2 separate regions of the Sus scrofa genome follow, and region 2 is linked to region 1. The links are chromatin contacts, called in public HiChIP or PLAC-seq maps. All regions are on one chromosome and are shown on one strand. Each heading gives the region's core, a stretch centred on a gene start, on an enhancer-like site or on the middle of the called end of the contact. The rest is flanking DNA. Distances are from core to core; before and after follow the strand shown.

Region 1 (5,013 bases), core at 1,352-3,851:
ACTAGCATCTTACCATGTTACAAAGCATAAGACCTTTTCACCTTGGCCTCTCATGGCCTCTGGGAGGTAGCGGTTATCACCCTTCCTTCTGATGGTTGAGATGACTGAGATGTAGAGAGGCCAAATGACTTTCCCCAAGAGGGTACAGCCTGTGAAACACCACAGTGGGATGTAGGCCAGGATTTCTCCCTCCTGCAGAGGCGGCAGAGCACAGAATGGTAGACCCAGACTTCTATCCTGGTGAGTCGCTCTTTCTTCCCCCTTTCCTCTCTCTCTCCATCTCCCCCTCTGTCCCCCCAGCCCTGAGAGTGTCCACTTCATCTAAGGCTTTATCCTTCGCCTGTGTAATTGGGATGCCTCAACCTCCACCCAGGATTATTTACTTTCCTTCTTCCCATGCCATCAAATCCTAGGAAGATGGGGTCTAAACCCTTTTTACGCAAAGTGTGGTCCACAGACCAGCTTTACTTGGAGTCTTTTGGAAGTGCAGAATCTCAGACTTGTTGAATCAGAACCTGCATTTTAGCAAGATCTTGGGTGATCTGTGTGTGCCTTACAGTTTGAGAAACATTGAGCTAATGGATGGGTTTGGTAAAATGTAAGGTCAGGCGCAGTGTGTTAGCAGTGACTTGGTAGAGATGATGCAAGCACACACTCAGTATTTCTGTTCACACAGTCATTGCTGCTCACTTGCTCACGGGGAAGGAGAGACAAGAAAGTGATGGCAGAGAAACATTTCTCTGTAAGTTGTTTCTTGAGGAAATACTTACACAGGGCAGACTTGTACTAAAAGTTATTTGTTGCTTACCCAAGATTCCATTTTTAACTGAGAGCCTGGTATTTTATCTGACACTTCTATTCTTAAATTGGACCTCGTCGTTATTTAAGTGCTAAGTCCCTGAAGTTTGGGGTATCATTTAGCTAATGGGGGACCAGTTGTTGGGTCCTCTCCAGGCCTAAAGTGTGGCCGGGAAGAACCATATTAACATTTGTCCCACTTTATTGAGCACCTTTGTTGAGCTCTTTCCCAGTTTCTTTACTGAGGCAGTGATTATCAGTCTGGAGCCTGGAACTCCAAGTGAGGTCACGGAGCAGCAGCCTCACGTGTTAAAAATGCATATTCTCAGGCCCTCCCCTGGCCAGACAGTGTCACCTACAGATGATTCACATGTACATTTTTAAAGTTCAAGCACAACTGGATTAGGCAACTTTGAATAAAGAATAATCCGTCAAAAACGCTTTTAAAAAAATGAATAGACTTTATCTTCTAGAGCAGTTTTAGGTTTACAGAAAAAACTAAGTTCCCAAATACCTCTTCCCCCGCCTACAGAGTTTCCCCTATTATTAATGTTCAGTTAATTAGACAAAGAGGTCCTTAGATGGAGGTGGTTCTAAGGCTGTGGCAGCCTACTTAAGCAAAGCCAAACCTAACCTATAAATGAAGGCTAAGAACTTGAAACCAGAAGACAACCAATCACAACTGGCCAGCTGGGCTCCCCCAAATAAGGCAATCACTAAAGCCATAGCGAGTCAAATAATTCCCTTGCTTTGCTTCTGTGCCTTCTCTGTGAAAGTCCCGCCCGCTTCCATCCCCCAGCTCCTGTTGCTGGAGCCTTTCTGACCATTTCCAATTTGGCACCACACTGTTAGAAGAGGTGTTTCTCTCCAATAAACTTAAGATTTGTAACGTGATGTAGTTTGTCTTTTAACATTAACATCTTGCATTAATATGGTACTCTCGTTACAACTGATGAACCAATATTACATTATTCCTTACTCAAGCCCATAGTTTATATCAGGGTTCACTCAGGTTGCACATACTATGTCTTTTGACAAATGCATAATATCATTGCAATACCTTACAGAAGAGTTTCACTGCCCTAAAAATCCCCTATGCTCCACCCATTCATCTCTCTCTCCTTTCCTCTGGACCTGGGCAAACACTGATCTTTTTATCATCAAATATCCTTTTGATTTGCCAGAAAATTAATACAAATTCTTCTATTAATACAAATTCTTCCATCAAGACAAGAGTGTTTTTCAATAATGAAACTGATACAGAGGTTAAATGACTTGTTCCAGGTCACCGAACTAGTAAGGGCAGGAGCTGGGTTTTCAACCCAGGTCTAACTCCAAATCTCTCTTCTCTTCACTAGGCCAATATGGCCAGGCCCTTTCTTAGAAGAGAAGACATTTGAATGTCTGTACTGTAGGAGAGATCCAGAGGTTTGGGGAATAGTGTTGCATGTAGTGGGGTAGGAGGTGGGCAGGTGGGGATATAGGAACTATCTGGCCTAAGGAGGTTCCCAAGAATTCCTAGCAGGTACTGTAGTGTGAGCTGTGGCTGAATTTGCAGACTGGATCTCCCCATACCAGCTGCTTCTGCATCTCACTCAAGCCAATTATGATTTACAAATGGGAGTGTAGAAATGCTAATAACCCTAACTGGGCTCCCTAATTACCGCTTAATCAACTGCTAATGGGTGTTAGCTGCCAGCCAGGGTAGCTGATAGGGCTGATAGGGCTCCAGCTGGCCAAGGTTAAAGGGAAGCTCTTGTTAGTGTCACTGGCCTCGAAAATAGAAGGAAGCCATGGGGTGGGTGGAAAGTGTCTTCTTTTTCCTTTCTTCTGCATTTTTGTCTGGATATTTTGTCGCAGTCATGAGGCACTGGGCAGCAAAGGTCTTCAGAGGAGGTAAAGAACCAGAAAAGGCCAAGAGTGAGAAATTAGCGAGCAGAGGAGGCTGGACAGTCGACAGGTGATTATTGAATGCAGACAAGTGTGAGGTATTGTGCTGAGTGCTGTCATCTTAATGTTGTGACAGTCAAGGGTTTTGAGGGAGCAAAAGGGGGCGAGGAAAAGTGAATGTGTAGGGAAGTGACCCTGAGGAACACGAATGGGAGAAGTCATGAATCAGAGGCATCTGAGGTTTGGCAAGAAAAAAAGAGAACACTAACTTTTATAGAGCGTGTCTAAAAATATTTGTTAAATGAATGATATCAAATTAAACAGTCTCTACATAAGACATTTTAACCTATGACATGCCCAACATATGGCATCCCCCACAATGACCATCTTCAGTAGAGGTTTACCATCCCTATTTCACAGATACAGAAGTTAGGATTCACAGGGGTGAAGGGTCATCCTCATGGTCACGTTGATAACACGTAGCTCTGCTCTTTTCCTGATTGCAAGGCTTAGCATTTTTAAACAGCTTTATTGAGATATTATTGTCATATGGAGTGTATATATTTAAGATGTGCAACTTGATATTTTGATATATTTATAATGTTGTGGGGGTGATCACCATAAAACAGTTCATTTTATCATTTCTACATAGTTACCATGTGTGTGTGTTAAAAGCATTTAAGATTTATCCTCTGAGCAAAATGTGAGTCTACTGTAGAGTACAACAGTGCTGTCATTACCCCACGCACATTAGATCTCCAGAACTTACTCATCTTAGATAACTGAAACTCTGTGCCCTTTGACCAACATCACCCTGTTTCCTCCTCCCCCCGCAACTCCTGGCAACCACTGACCTACTCTCTGTTTTTATGAGTATGACAATTTTTTTATTCTACATTTAAGATTATGTAGTGTGGAGTTTCCATTGTGGCCCCGTGGTAACGAAACCAACTAATAACCATAAGGATGTGGTTTCGATCCCTGGCCTTGCTCAGTGGGTCAAGGATCCAGCATTGCCATGAGCTGTGGTGTAGGCTGGTGGCTACGGCTCCGATGCAACTTCTAGCCTGGGAATTTCCATATGTTGTGGCTGCGGCCCTAAAAAGACCAAAAAAAAAAAAAAAAAATCATGCAGTGTTTCTTTCTTTGTCTTGCTTTTTTCACGTTAGCATAATGTCCTTTAGTTCTTTATCCATGATGTTGAAAATCACAAGGTTTTCTTCCTTCTTTTAAGGCTGAATGATATTCCATTGTGTATTTATATATGTACAGTTGGTTTTCTTTATCCATTCATCTGTTGAAGGACGTTTAGATTGATCCCTATCTTGGCTGTCGTAATTACTACTGCAGTGAACGTGGGAGTGCAGTTATCTCTTTGTGGTCCTGATTTTGATTCCTTTGGTGATATATCTAGAAGTGTGATTGCTAGATCGTATGGTAGTTCTATTTTTAATTTTTTGAGAATTCTCCATGTTTTCCTTAATGATTGCACCAATTACCATTCCCATTAAAAGTGCACAAGAGTTCCTATGTCTTCACATCCTTCCCAATGCTTGTTATCTTTTGTCTCTTTTATAGTAGCTATTCTAACAAGTGTGAGGTGATATTCCATTGAGGTTTTCATTTGCATTTCCCTGATGATTAGACATGTTGAGCACCTTTTCATATACCTGTTGGCTGTTTGACCTTCTTCTAAGAAGTATATTTAGTCCTTTGCCCCCTTTCTTTTTTTTTCCTTTCCTTTTCTTTTTGTTTTTTAGGGCTGTACCCCTGGCATATGAAAGTTCTCAGGCTAGGAGTCAAATCAGAGCTACAGCTGCCAGCTTACGCCATAGCCACAGCAATGTGGGATCTGAGCCTTGGCTTCAACCTACACCACAGCTCATGGCAATGTCAGATCCTTAACCCGCTGAGCCTTCGCCCATTTAAAAATAATTTATTTGTATTTTTGGAACTGAGTTGTAGGAGTTCCTTATATATTTTGGATATTAACTCTTTTTGGATATATGATTTACAAATATTTATTCACATTCTATCAATTACATTTTCATTTTGTTGACTGTTTACTTTGCTCTTTAGAAGCTTTTTAGTTTGATTTAGTCCCACTCATCTATTTTTGGTTTTCACCTGTGCTTTGGCACCATATTTTAAAAAATGTTGCCAATATCAATGTCAATAAGGCTTTTCGCTACGTTTTCTTCTACGAGTTTTATGGTTTCAAATTTTCTGTTTAAGACTTTAATCAATTTTGAGTTGATTTTTGTGTATGATATAAAATTGGGGTCCAACTTCTTTTCCTTTTGCATGTGACTATCCAGTTTTCCC
Region 2 (5,013 bases), core at 1,435-3,934, 170 kb before region 1:
GAATGCTGACCCTCCTGCTAAACATGATTCTAAAAAAATTTTACTGAATGCTTCCTCATTTAACCTAGGTAAAATTGACCGCCCCTCACTTTTTTCTTTCTTGAAGCAAACAAACTCAGAGTTTAAATAATAGTAGTCGCTACCATGTATTGGACAATTCTGATATGCTAATTGCTTTCACATCTCATTTAATCTTATGAAAATCCTATGAAGTAAATGTTATTTTCTGCCCATGTCATCTGGGACAAACTAAATGATCACAAAAGTTGAGTAACTTGTCCAAGGATATTTGGCTAAATGTATGAAACATGAGCTTGAGCCCAGGTGTAGTTCCAAATCCTGTTCCTTAGACACTATTGTCCTATTTTTTCTTGATAGGCTGAAGTAGCTGATAGCCTGTAGACACAGATCCCAGAGTAGTAGAACCTGTCACTTGCCAGGGACAGCAATAACATTTACTATCTGACTTCATTTGTAATTTGAGTTCAGTTACACCAACTTCCCGTCCATCCATGCACACTTTCAGAAGACGGAACATATTTCACCAAATAGGAGTAACATGAAAATAGCTTACAACTTTTCCCTCTGGAAATGGTTTCCAGGCCACCCAAAGCTGTGTCCACAAGTGTTTGTTTGTTTCCTGTGAAACTCTCTCACAAGAGAGTAATCTTCCTTATTAGAAATCTCCCTTATTAGAACTCACGGGAGCGCTGTTACCAGGATGGGGGTGGATCTTGGTGCAAATCAAGAGAGACGGCAACTCCGGATGGATGGAGTCCACAGAGGAGATACCCCCTTTCCAATATTCCTGATCCTTCAAGGTTCCTGATAAACTCCTTCTCCAAGAGACCTCCCTGGCTGGACACTTGATCTCCATAGCAGTCTCAGTCAACACCACACCACAACTGAAGAATTACCTGTGAGTCGAGGAGCCATGAAATATTTGATACAACCATCTCTGACTAGGTCACTCTTAGACTTTTTTTTTTTTTTTTTTTTTTTTTTTTTTGTCTTTTCCAGGGCTGCACCTGCGGCATATGGAGGTTCCCAGGCTAGGGGTCTAATCGGAGCTGCAGCCACCGGCCTACGCCACAGACACAGCAACACCAGATCCAAGCTGAGTCTGCGACCTACACCACAGCAAACAGCCATGCCAGATCCTTAACCCACTGAGCAAGGCCAGGGATGGAGCCCGCAACCTCATGGTTCCTAGTCGGATTCGTTAACCACTGAGCGGCGAAGGGAACTCCCCACTCTTACACATTTTTCTTTTCTTGTATGCAATGTGCCAGACACATCTGGGGTGAACTAGGTTGAGTTCCTCCTCACAAGTGGCAGGGCAACCACCTGTGAAGATATAATTAAAATAGCTGTGCATTAAGGGCTAATGTACTGGAATTTTTCAAGTAATGTAGGCTCGTAGAAGAGGTAGCAACAGCCTTCTTGGGGGTGCTCAGGCAGGCTTTGTAGGGGAAGTGGCATTTAAGAATGGTTCTGAAAGAAGAGCAAGAATTTTTTGAGAGAAAAAAAAATAGTCGTGAAGGCATTCAAGAAGGTTATGGCATGGGGGTGTAAATGGTGGCTGTGTGTTGGGGCAATGGTGAGACTCTCGGTTTGATTGGAAGGAAGGTATGCTGAGGGGTGAATTTGAGTTTGTTCTGAGACCTACAGGAGGCCTTATATGTCGGCTTTGAAGTCTTGGCTTTATCTTGTCCACAGGTAGCATTTTCCTTTCAATTATAGGAATATCTTGTTATATTTCCCCCTGATTATATTACAAATGTGAGTGTGAAATAGAATTTAGAAAAGACATCATAGAAAAGAGAAGCAGGCAACTGTATAGTAAAATGGTTACCGAAGATGGAAACAATTAAGCATAGCAATACCAATAATGGTTAGTTTTAATTAAAGACGTCTGGGACAAAGGACTGTACATACAGTGTGATTGAAAACAAATATATCAGAGAAGAAATGTTTTGCTCTTATTAAAAAAAAATTCCAGAGGAAGAAGATGGTTAGAAAGGAGACGAGGAGACAGGAAGGTGTGTTGAGTGCCCATTGAGTGTTACTGTTGCACCAAACTGCATCAGTTGTAATCCTTGGTTCATGATACACTCTCCTCATGTTAGCTATGAGTAAACACCCATCATCATTATTAATAGTCACATAAAATACTGTTGAACCTGCCACCAAGCATTAGCACTGGAACCTTGGCATTAACCCAAGCAAGTTAACTGCTTTTCAAACTCTTAACTGTTGCAATGGTTATTCCTTTCTTTTAATAGACAGTATGCACACACATATGCACACACATGTTTGCGTTTATTGTATTACAGAGATTCAGTCCGCCTGGTCAGATCACTATAGTTTATTCCTTTCACTGCTGAGTAAAAGGAATTACTATTCTGTTGTTGACACCATCACCATGCCTTTAGCTGCTCTGTTGACAATGATTTGGGGTTTTCCTTGACCACCTACTCTAAAGAACTCTCTGATTTTTTTTTTTTCCATCTCCAGTTTCAAATCTCCCACCAACTCTTTGAGATGGGTATTATTATCTTCATTCTATGAGTGAGGACACTGAAACTCAGAGAGGATAGGAAGCTTTCCTGCTGTCACATGGCCACACAGTGGCAGAGTCAGGATTTAATCCAATCCCCTGTGATTCAAAAGCCTGCAGTAGCACTTCCTCTCTCTTCTGAGGACTGGTTCTTCTCTAGATCTCCTTAAAGGCTCAGGAGACTTCCCCACCCCCTCCCCAGATAACTTTTGGTTTTTCTGAGTCCCTCTGAGTCACTGCTGGGGTGAAGAGGGGATTTCCTGTCAATATATGTCAAAACATCCTGTTCACTCAGGCAATTCCATGGGTAATAGTCAGCAGCACTATAAACTTCTAGTCCAGCCACCTGGGTGGGGCTGCATTGGCCCAACAACTCACTAGAATGGATTTCTTCCTCTCCCTCATTTGTGTCCTCAGATGGGTGGTGATGGTAGTGGTAGTAGTAGTAGTAGCAACAGCAGCATCAGTATTTTTGTTTGTTTGTTTTATGGCCACACCAGTGGCATATGGAAGTTCCCAGGCCAGGGATTGCATCCCAGCCACAGCTGAGACCTACGCTGTAGCTGTAGCTACACTGGATCCTTTAACCCACTGAGCCTGGCCAGGGATGGAGCCTGTACCTCCACAGCGACATGAGCTGCTGTAGAGGGATTCTTACTGCGCCACAGTGTGAACCCACTAGTAATCCTTCTCTTGGTTTTTTTTTTTTTTTTTTTTTTTTTTTTTTTTTTGTCTTTTTGCCATTCCTTGGGCCGCTCCCGTGGCATATGGAGGTTCCCAGGCTAGGGGTCAAATCGGAGCTGTAGCTGCCAGCCTATGCCAGAGCCAAAGCAACGCAAGATCCGAGCCGCGTCTGCGACCTATACCACAGCTCACGGCAACGCCGGATTGTTAACCCGCTGAGCAAAGGGCAGGGATCGAACCCGCAACCTCATGGTTCCCAGTCGGATTCGTTAACCACTGCACCACGACGGGAACTCCTAATCCTTCTCATGGAAGCAGAACTCTACATTTCCAAAGCTCTCCCTGAGTAGGAAAGTTAAGTACTATTAGCCCCATTTCGCAGATCAGGAAAACAAGTATTATGATTCAACTAGGCAATGGTGGCTTGAAAAAAGATTCCTAGTCCAGGCCCTGTCTGCTTTTTCCATACAAATAACTTCTTCCTTAAATATATCACATGCTCATAAAAACTTTGAGGGTCTGAAAACCCAATCTTCAGGCCATTCCCCCAACATCATCCTCATTATTGAGTGCCATTATTTCCCAAGGAAAAATACTCAGTCAGTTTCTAACCCATATAGTATCTGCAAACCATCAATTTTGCTAAATGATGGCCTCAATACAAGAAGGAGGCTGGTGATTACATTATGTGGTTTGAAGGTGCTAGAATAGCACCTCCCTTAATGTCTCTCTCCGACTGTCTGTCACTGAAACAGAAGCTTCACTCATCCTCCATTTGTGCTTATATATTTTTTTTTCAGCCTCCAAAAAGCTTTTAGAAAAAGGTGAGATCTAGTGTAGGTCCTAGTAAGGAAAATTATCAAAAACTTAAATAACGTGTTAGCTGTGTGTTCTTTCAGTGTTATGTTGGAGCACTATCTAATGGGCCTACTATAGGATTATTAATTTCTGATGTTTGGCATATTATTTACTGTTGTTTGAGGCTCAGAAATTGTGAAGAAATATAATAACTCATAAATTTTTTCCCCACACGGATGCAAGTGATTTTTGTTTGGAAGAAAAAGAACCCCAAAGATTATGGTTTTATTGCTCAGTAGGACATTAACCAGTTTTGTGTTTAACTGAGTAGTCTTATTTCAATGTTTTTTTCTTTGGTGCATATAAATATTTGGTGTTATATGTGCTTTTTAAAATGATTTTTTTATAATCTTGCTGGTTCCCTCATTAATGAGTTAGGTTACTCTTATATTTACTTTAGGATTGTTTATATTTTTAAAAAATTATACCTTGACAGTCCTTATTTTTTAATGCCAAAAAAGAGTTTTCTAGTTATTATTCCTGCATAACAGATTACCCTAACACAAGTGATATAAAACAGCAACCATTTATTAACTCACAATATGGTGGGCCAGAACTTTGTGATAAGCTTTCTGTGAAGTTTTTGTTTAGGGTCCTTCCTATGGTTATCGTCAGATATTTTATGAGGCTGTAGGCAGTAGTCTCAGTTGGCCTGGGGGTGTCCAAGGTGGCTTATTCACCTGGCTTCAGTTGATGCTGGTTGCTGGCTGGGAGCTCAGCTGAAGCGATCAACGGGAGCCCCCAGATACAGCCACTATAGCCTGGTGAGCTCAGGGTGTGTGCCAGCTAGAGGGTGGCTGCCTTCCTCAGGGTAAACGTTCCAGGAAAACCAGGTAGTGGGGCGTGGCTTTTACTGATCCAATTTGGGAATGCTGTACCTCATTAATCAAGGGAAGGGGACATAGATCTCA

Evidence for each region. HiChIP or PLAC-seq counts read pairs in DNA pulled down with a chosen protein or histone mark.
Region 2: an H3K27ac HiChIP or PLAC-seq map of alveolar macrophages shows a contact between it and region 1. The contact joins two enhancer-like sites. A contact is called at or near these places in 2 of 2 datasets of contacts at active chromatin or transcription factors (alveolar macrophages and skeletal muscle).

The regions. Positions count from the first base shown.
Region 1 is chr6:153,404,165-153,409,177 of Sscrofa11.1, forward strand. No RefSeq gene overlaps it. Among named protein-coding and RNA genes, the nearest start is that of FGGY, 190 kb to the left of the region's middle. Within about 2 kb of position 2,602, at least 3 of the 83 cell types and tissues checked have an H3K27ac peak or open chromatin away from gene starts, as enhancers often do. A contact at or near this core is called in alveolar macrophages, where this site is marked.
Region 2 is chr6:153,229,232-153,234,244 of Sscrofa11.1, forward strand. All of the region lies in intron 2 of LOC102165506 (a long non-coding RNA gene), which reads left to right. Among named protein-coding and RNA genes, the nearest start is that of FGGY, 19 kb to the left of the region's middle. Within about 2 kb of position 2,685, at least 18 of the 83 cell types and tissues checked have an H3K27ac peak or open chromatin away from gene starts, as enhancers often do. A contact at or near this core is called in alveolar macrophages, where this site is marked.